Regions from separate parts of the Sus scrofa genome. Here region 1 is linked to region 2. Evidence: chromatin contacts called from public HiChIP or PLAC-seq data. All regions are on one chromosome and are shown on one strand. The core of a region is the stretch at or near the end of the contact, and the rest is flanking DNA. Distances in the headings are between cores, read along the strand shown.

Region 1 (4,532 bases), core at 1,316-3,815, 71 kb before region 2:
ACTTCCCTGCAGCTGGCGGGGGTGGGGGGGGGCTGTGAAAGACCCCGTGGCCTCTCCTGGCTTCCCCACTCCAACCCTCTCTGCCAAATGGAACAGCGAAGATGGAGGCACCACACTCCACTTGCCTGACTCCTGCTGTGCCCGGTGGCTCATCTGTAAAATGGGGCCAGGCCAGGATGGGAATTCTCTTTACAGAAAGGAGGGCGGTCAGGCAGAGGCAGGTGGGAAAGGACACCCTCCCAAAGACCCTCAGGGAACACCGGCTCAGCAGGGTTCCTCAGTAGATCCCACCCTAGGCTAGCCCCCAGCAGTGGACAACACCATACTCACAAGCATGGCTTCCCCACCCCTCAACAGGCACAAGGGCAGCTGCCCCCTCCCCTGGGGGCTAGAAAAGGCAAAAAACCTGAACGAAGACCCTGGGCAGGGTTTAGAGGTTCTGGGGGCCAGAAAGGTGAGGAATTAATCATGAAGCACGGGGGTGCCCCAAACCCTCCAGGACCAAATCAAGGGTGCCTGGGTGCAGGCTTTCACTCCCAGAAACGTCTTTTTTATCAAGGGGGCTTCGCGACAGCACATCTGCAAGCACAGGTCCCTCAGGGGCCAAGGCACAAGGGCTGGCACCCTGCCCCCCATCACTGGGACACCCCGACTGACCCCAGGGCCTCGGTTTCTCATTAAAAACAGGAACAGCAATGCTGAGATCCAGATCTTTGACTAGGAGTCTTTCCTTCCCCATGGGCTAAGGGGGGGGCGGCCAACACTGGCTGAGGGCCTAGGGGGCTTCTGAGGACCCCAGGAAAAGCTGGGGAAATGTCCCTCAGGAGCCATAATGTGAGGTGCACTGGCCACCCTCTTTCACCAGACCCAGGAAGTCCGACAACATAAAAAAACAAAAACAACCAAACCAGGGAACTGGAGATATCAGCGACATTCAAGTGTCATGGCATCCCTGTTTCCACCACACTGCTGGGACCAACCCTGCTTACCCCCACCTCCTCCGCGTGTTCCTACAATGGGAGCAGGTCCACCGAGCCGCGCGGACACACGCTGCTGCCTAACGTGACCCCCATAAGGATCCCTCAGGGAAAAGCGGCGACAAAGCCTTTCATACAGACAGAAAACACACCCGCAAGGACTAGATCGTGTGCTATCAACTGACAGAGCCCTAAATCCAAGTGCACGCCCACCCAGTCGCCCCTGACCTTCCCAACCAAAGGAAGACCGCCAATGCTCAAACTCTGGCTGCCGACCAAGGCCCACCATCCCCTGCCTCCCAGCACAGGAGAAAATGCTGAGGATGAGACTCCATGGGGGACACTGGGGGAGGATCCACAGGAGGAAAAGGAGGCCAGAGCCTCCTGCCTCCAGTTTCCCCCAGAGGCCCAATCCCTACACCCGGGTGAGCTGAGACATGACAGTGTCGCCAAATCCACCCCCTACCGGCTCCTTCAGCAGGTGGGGGGAAATGCGGTGAGGACGTGACACCCTCAGGGATCTCCCTCCTCCGCAGACTCAGGCCCTAACCCGCATTTCCAGCCCACCTTCCGCCTATTAAAACAGGAAAAGGAAAAGGAAACGTACGCGGCACCCCCTTAACCTGGCCCCGCACCAGGCGCTCAGCCGCCCTCTGGCGTGAATCCTCGCGGCTACCCCGGAGGCAGCGCCGCGACTCCTCCTGCTTTTCTACAGATAAGAAAATCGAGGCATGGGAAGGAAAAATAACCTCACAGCTGGACGTTCCTACCATGGTGCCCAACACTCAAATTCGAAACCAAAAGAAAAGAAAAGAGAAATGAAGCCGAAAACGAAGGGGCCCGAGAGGCCCGATCCACCAGCAGACCCCGCCGCCACACGCGCCGCGCCCCTCCCCAGCTCCTGCCTCCGCGCCCGCCATCCGCTCACTGCCTGCCCGACCGCGTGGCCGCCACGCCCCCCGCGCGCGCCCCACCCACTGAGGCCCCGCCCTCCCGGCCGGCGCGGCGGCAGCACGGGCGCGCCCCCCTCCCCGCCCCCGACGCGCCACGCAGTTTCGGGGTCCCAGCGGGGGAGGGGGCACTGGAGGCCGCCCCCGCGCGGACCGAGCGCGCGGCCGGGCTCACCTGTGTGCGTCCGCAGGTGCGACTTGAGGTGGGAGGATTTGTAGTACGCCTTGGCGCAGCCCGGGAAAGGACAGCGGTGGCTCTTGGCCGCGGCGGGCGCGGCGCCGGGGGCGCGGCCAGAGGACGGGGACGAGGCGGCCGAAGAAGACGAGGCCGGCGATGCGCCCCCCGCAGCGGCGCCGGGCCCGCCGCGCAGGTCGGCCAGGATGCTGGCGGCCAGCAGGTGGGGTGCGGCGGCGGCGGCGGCGGCGCCGGGGCCTGGGCCCGGGACGACGGGGACCGGCGGCGGCGGTCCCGGGGGCCCGGGTGGGGCGGCCTCGCGGCGCGGCGCGCGCACATCTAGGCCGGTGGCCGAGCCCGCGCCCTCGGGGCCCGGCCGACCGCGGTGCACCACGGCGCCCGAGGAGATAGCCATGAGCACGTCGGCGGCGAAGTAATCCACGCACGCCACGGCTGCCGACATGCCAGGCGAAGGGCGCGCGGCGCGGCCGAGCAGGCGGAGCGGAGGCGGCGGGAGCAGCGCCCGTCCGGCCGGCAGCGGCTGCTCGAGTGCGGGAGGCGGAGGAGGAGGAGGAGGCCGGCGCGCGCCGCCGCCGCCGCCGCCCGCGCTCGGCCCGCCCCGCCCCGCCTGACGCGCCCTGACGCACCGGAGCCCGCGGGGGTGGCCGCGGCCCGCCCCGCCCGGAGGACGCCCCCTCGGGGCGCGCGGCCACGCCCCCCGCCCGGCGCGCCCTCCACCACTCTACCCGCCGCGCGAGGCCGCCGGGGGGCGGGGCCCTGGGCGAAGGAGCCGCCCCCTCGGCGCGCCCACTCGAGCCCCGGAGCACGCCCCCTCCCCCTTTCCCGAGAGCGCCTTCTATACGGGAGGTGCCTTCCACACGGGCGCGGCCGCCCGCCTCCCGGTCCGCTACCCGCAGCACCAGTTCCTCACGCCAGGAGGCTCCGCCCCGTCCCCGGTACGGTCCCACCCCCGGAGCGCGCCCCGCCCCATCCCGGCACGCCCCTCCCTCCTCGGACGGGCGCGCCCATCCCTGCTCGGCGCGCGCCCCGCCTCCTCGCGGGCTCGCCCACCCCCGCTGGTGCGCGCGGCCGGCGGGAGCCCTCCCCTTCCCCGGGCTCTTCCACCCCTGCCCGGGCGCGCCCCAGGTCGCGATGGGGAAGGGCTCCGCTCCCCACGTGGCCCGGTGGGGGTGCGGAAGCGGCCAGCCCCGCCCCCTGGCCACGTGCGCGACCCTCCCCCCTCACGTCCTCCCGGGCCTTTGGCCCTGCTAGACCGCGCTCGCCTGTGTCCCGTCGCACCCTTTTGTCCGGGGTCCCACTCGCCATTCCCTGGGATCCGAAGCTAGACGGGGGTGGGGGGGGGGTGGCCACTCCCGGCCTGGCTGAGTCGAGCGAGCCTGCGCTCTTTCCTCTTTTTGCGCCCCATTCGAGAGTCACTAGGTGAGGAGGGCTGGGGTCACAAAGGGCGGGGCTCGGTGCTTTGATGGGGCAGAGTATCCCATCCTTGCTGGGACATAGGAACGTCGCTTCCCGGTGCCCGGGATGGGGAAAGTGGGGCCTCGCCAAGCTTCCGAGGACGTCCAGCCCAAATTGTTTAATTTGGAACGCAGATGCTCGGGGTCCGCCTGAGCCGCAGGCCTGAGTCGGCAGGCGCGTGGAAATGGGGCGATGGGGTGGCCCCCTCCAGTGTGACCACGCCCCTGCCCCTTCCTAGGCGGGCCACGGGGGCTGTGCAGTGACCGGAGCGACCTCCAGGGGGCCTTCCTGCACGGGTTCCAGTCGGCTCACTAACCCTCCCTGGGTTAATGTGAACAGGACTTTATACTCACCCACCCCACCTGCAAACCCCTCCCCGCCACACCAACCCGCACACTAGCCCGACATGGCCTCATTTCAGCTCCTCGTTACCAGGCTGGTCACTGTCCCATGGGTACTCCTGGTCTAGGCCTGACCACCCTTGGTGGTGCCAGCTTGTGCCAGCTCCTTTTGGGCACTTGCCCTTGCACAAGGCTGGACAGGGAGGAGGAGCACTGAAGTACCGATTTCAGGCTGCAGACAGTACATGCAACACCATCGTTTGGAGCTGAGTCCACTCCAAAGGACCACTATCCAGGTGAGCACTGGGGGGCACTTGTGGTCAGCATTCCTACTGGCCTGGGCCTCCTGTGCCTTTGAAGCCTAGAGGGTAGACCACCTGGGCAAGCCCCCACCCTCCACCATCTCACCAGCTGTCTGGGGCCTCAGAGCACCAGCCACTGGTCTTTCCCACTCCTTAGGTCTGGTCTCCCACAAGTCAGGAAGGGCTTTGCAGGTCCCCCTCCCTGCCTCCCAGCCTACCCCAGCACGTGGGAAGAAGCAGGGCAAGAAAAGAGGCCAGGACCCTTTGTTGGTTCCTTCCACTGATGTTTATTGGACCCAGAGCAAGATACC
Region 2 (4,597 bases), core at 1,370-3,869:
AGAGGGGGTCAGTGACCTACCCATAGTCACACAGCCACTGGGTGGCACAACCCAACCCCAGCTATGGCCTTTCTACATTCTTTTTTTTTTTGTCTTTTTGCTATTTCTTGGGCCGCTCCCGCAGCATATGGAGGTTCCCAGGCTAGGGGTCTAGTCGGAGCTGTAGCCACCGGCCTACGCCAGAGCCACAGCAACGCGGGATCCAAGCCGCATCTGCAACCTACACCACAGCTCATGGCAATGCCAGGTCCTTAACCCACTGAGCAAGTGCAGGGACCGAACCTGCAACCTCATGGTTCCTAGTTGGATTCGTTAACCACTGCGCCACGACAGGAACTCCCCTTTCTACATTCTTTCAGCTGCACAGGCCACCCTATCTTTTACAGGATCAAGGCTGGAGCTTCCTTTTAAGGCTCAAATATCTCTGGAGAAGAGGCCACCATGTCCCCTGCTCCCCTGGAAGCTGAGCAACTGAAAGCAGATTTCCTTAAACATTAAGAATGGAGGAGTTCCTGGAGTTCCTGTCACAGCTCAGTAGAAACGAATCTGACTAGTATCCATGAGAACACAGGTTCTATCCCTGGCCTCACACAGTGGGTTAAGGATCTGATGTTGCCATGAGCTGTAGGGATAGGTTGCAGACATGGCTCAGATCCTGCGTTGCTGTGGCTGTGGCATAGGCCAGCAGCTGTAGCTCTGATTGGACCCCTAGCCTGGGAACTTCCATGTGCCACACCTTTGGCCCTAAAAAACAAAAACAAAAAAAAAAAAGAAGACACAACCATACAAAATCTACAAGATGTAGCAAAAGCAGTTCTTGGCGGGGAGTTCATATCAATACAGGCCTTCCTCAAAAATCAAGAAAAATCTCAAAGAGTGTATAGAGGAGTTCCATGGTTAATGAATCCGACTAGGAACTATGAGGTTTCGGGTTCAATCCCTGGCCTTGCTCAGTGGGTTAAAGATCACTGTTGCTGTGGGCTGTGAGCTGTGGTGTAGGTTGCAGACACGACTTGGATCCTGCTTTGCTGTGGCTGTGGTACAGGTCAGCGGCTACGGTTCTGATTCGACCCCTAGCCTGGGAACCTCCATATGCCACAAAAGCAGCCCAAGAAATGGCAGGATTTAAAAAAAAAAAAAAAACTGGATAGAAGAGGAGAGTTGGACCAGGGAAGTCTGAGGAAGTAAAACCTGGAGTTCTCCAGAATCTGGGAGGATTGTGGAGTTGTTTCATTCATTTATTCACCACACACCGTGACCACACAGACTGAGTGCCTGCTGTGTGTGCCTACAGACCCAGCAATGAGCAAAACAGATGTGGTCTCTGGTTTGGTATGGCTGGTGGAGGAGGGTGACTTGAAACAAACACACTCCTTTATGTTAAGGCTCAGGTTGGAAGGGGTCAGCTTGTACCGAGAAAGGACAATGGGGGAAGAAGCTTGGGCTTCCTGGAGGTAGTGACATTGCAAGTGGAGCTGAAAGAGGAGAACTGGGTCAGAAGAAGCCCTAAACTGTTGCCATTCTGCCATCTCCTTCTACTTTAATTCTCCTTCCCCAAATTTGTCTGCTGGACAGCAGGACAAAAATCAGAGACCATGCAATCTTCCATCTGCCAAATCTAGCTTTTAGCCTTTAGGGTCTGGCCCTTGGTCACTCTGCTCCAAGCAAGCTTATAACACCATCTGAAACGGTCATGTCCATTTATTCACTGTCCTGTCCATCCCCTCGCTCAGGACTGAGAACTCGCTGGGAAACCGTGCCAAGAGTTTAGCTCACCATTCTATTTTCAGAACAGCTGGCAGGCATTTAATAAAGACGTGAATGGATGAGTTTCCCTCAACACTAAAAATGCCCCGCAGGAGGCACGCGGGCCACGCGGGTAGGCCCTGTCCTGGGTGATGCTGGGCCTCACTGCGGGGTTCTTGCCAAGCTCCCCCTACCCAAGCTTTTTCTAGGTCCAGGATGGACTGACAGTATATGAGCAAGTACTCTACACTGCACTTGTTGAGCGTCAGCTGCTTGCTAGGGCCTGTGCTCAGGCGGCAGGCCCAGGCGGAAGGTCCAGTTGGACCAGTGCCTTGAGTGACACCCTCCTTGGCTCCTCGATTATGTCACAGCTCCTTCTGGCTCGGAGAAGCACCGCCCCGTCGCTAGCCTATCACTCTACACAGCTCTCCCCACCCCAACCAGCAAGTCTGCCGCAGGACTCCCCGGAAGTTGGCTTATCCACGCGCTGACCACGCCCGCGGCACCGCCCGACCGTGACGTCAAGTGGCGAGACCTTGACGCCACAGAAGCGCGGTGGGGCGGTGTCTCAGTGACCAGCCACGCGTCTCCATGGCAACGGCGGGGGCGGGCCAAGACCGCGGGCCAGAGCCCCGCCCCCCAGAAGGGTTGACTGGGGACCGCTCCTTCCCCGTCCGTGCGCGCCCTCCCAGCCGCGCACCTCCGGCGGTCCCCCCGGCTGCGGCCCAGCCACCCTGGAGCAGCCGCAAAGCGTGGCGGCCGTCGCGCAGTGTCGCCCGCTGCCGCAAAGCGGCGGGCGCGCCGCCGGGTCCCGCCTCGCGCTGTGACGTCACGCGCGCGCCCTACGGCCTCCGGCGGCTGCGCAGTGGGCGCCAGGCCCTCCCCCGCGACGCTGGCGGCGTAAGCGCGGGCCGCGGGCGACGCTGTGAGACCGGGGCGAGCCGGGCGCCCGCGCGGCGGGGACGGCCCGCGCCCAACATGCGGAGGCCGGCGCCGACGGCGCGGGAGCGGGGGCCCAAGCGGGCGCCAGAGCCGGAGCGCGAACAAGGTCCGGAGCGGGGGCCCGCGCCGCGCTGCTGAGGGAGCCCGGGCCGCCCAGCCCGGCCGCCCGGCCGCGGGGCCACGGCCACAGCCACAGCCACAGCCACGGCGGAGGCCGTCAGGTAACGACGCGCGCGCCCTCGCCGGCGGTGCGGCCACGCGCCCCGGTCCTGCGGCCCCACCCCCACGGATCCTTGGATCCCGCCGCCCGTACACCCCGCGCTTCGGACCCCCGCATCCCGCAGACCCCCGGTCCCCCGGCATTCCCGCACCCCAGGGGCCCCCAGAATCCTAACTCTGCTCTTGTGGAACTGTGCATTCCCGACTTTGCTCTCCCACTGACCCCTAAACTGCGACCCCACTGCCCCTATGGCCCACTAGCCCCCACACTCTGGACTCCAACCCTTCTCCCCTGTACTCCAGACCTTGCCAGTGACCCCCAAAATCAGGCCCTGCAACCTCTCGTTCCCACTCATCCGCACACTACAGACCTCACAGCTCCTTACTGATTCTTCATTCCAGACCTCAGTATTCTTCATTCCAGACCTCAGTATTCCAGACCTCACTGTTCCCTCGCTCCAGACTTTGTTGTCCTCCACTCTCCCTCAGTCCCACCCCTCCTCCCTTCTTCACTGCTCCCTAGTGCTCAAGCACACTGTCCACTTCCCATGTCCTTCTATTCCTCCAGCTCTCTCTCCTGGGCCCATGGCTGCTGCCTACGCTGCCGCACACTTGCCCCTTTGTGGCTCTGCAGGATTTGGGGGTGAGCCGGGGGCTGGGGGCAGAGGGGAGGAGCAGCAAGAGGGGTCTGGTCTGGAGGATCTGTTTTGGGCTGCTCAGGAACTCCTGGCTCTCGCCTGGCTGCGCCTCCCCCTTCCGCCCTCGCCACCGGCTTTGTTTTCCGGAAACACTTCAGATGGGGGGGGGGTGTAGCGTCTGTGCCCTGCCAGGGACAGCACTTCCCCTGTCTTCTCTGCCCCAGTTTTCTCAGGGGACACTTTCACGTTCAGGGCTGGGGGCCTTAGAGAAAGCCCTGCTGTGACGTCTGGGGCATCATCCTGGGTAGGCTTTGGGCAGCTGGGTTATTCCCTTGGCCTCCGGATGGCATTGTTTGCAGGAAACAGCCTGGAGGGTTCTGTGCACGTAGGTGGAGTCCAGTATGTTCTCCCCTGCCCCCTCCACCGGGAGACCTAAGCTTGGTCAGTGTCTGGGACTCTGAGGTGTCCACATATTCATTCTGTGGGGCCTCAGGGGCCCTCTCTGCCTTCTCGGGACACAGATAAGCTCAGTTGGCATTTCCCAGCCTCCAGAGACTTCTGTAGCTCTGGGCGTGAGAGATGAGTGGGAAAGTATAGGGGCTCTGATCTGGGGGGCAGAACTGACTGTAGGAGGATTGATCTGATAGTGAAGGGGGTGCTTGCTGGGGCTGGAGGCAGCCCCTGAGAACAGACTGATCTGGACTGCAGGTTTGAAAGGGGGAAGTTTGTGGTTGTCATCAGGAGCTTGTTTTTCTATGTTGTCTCTTCACCAAATTGTGGCCTGCTCTGGGCTCTGCAGGCATGTGGATGGGTGGATGGGTGGGGGCTGAGGACAGCACCCACAGGTGCACACATCAGGGCCCCAGATGTTCATTTCCGCCCCTGCAGTGATGTCTGTGGCCCTGCCTCCAGAGAACGGAATTAAGGAGGCCGCATGGAAGTGGTGGGTGTAGGTTGAGTCTCCTGCTGCCGGGGATGGGGGCAACTGGCTCCTGGGCTAGGGGGTCAGTTGTGTCCACTGCATTTGGCATTGGAGGGAAGAAGATCTGAAG

What was found. HiChIP or PLAC-seq counts read pairs in DNA pulled down with a chosen protein or histone mark.
Region 1: an H3K27ac HiChIP or PLAC-seq map of alveolar macrophages shows a contact between it and region 2. The contact joins the promoter of KLF16 here to the promoter of CSNK1G2 in region 2. A contact is called at or near these places in 1 of 5 promoter capture datasets (liver), 14 of 47 Hi-C or Micro-C datasets (alveolar macrophages, blood, embryonic fibroblasts and 8 more) and 2 of 2 datasets of contacts at active chromatin or transcription factors (alveolar macrophages and skeletal muscle).

Annotation. Positions count from the first base shown.
Region 1 is chr2:76,678,252-76,682,783 of Sscrofa11.1, reverse strand. KLF16 (Kruppel-like factor 16) reads right to left here and starts at 2,565. Exons shown (of 2, transcript NM_001164009.1): 1 at 2,103-2,565. The coding sequence starts at 2,565. LOC110259663 (basic proline-rich protein-like) reads left to right here and starts at 2,564. Exons shown (of 2, transcript XM_021085146.1): 1 at 2,564-2,651; 2 at 2,790-3,448. The coding sequence starts at 2,564. The coding sequence ends at 3,448.
Region 2 is chr2:76,607,653-76,612,249 of Sscrofa11.1, reverse strand. CSNK1G2 (casein kinase I) reads left to right here and starts at 2,619. Exons shown (of 12, transcript XM_021084209.1): 1 at 2,619-2,909.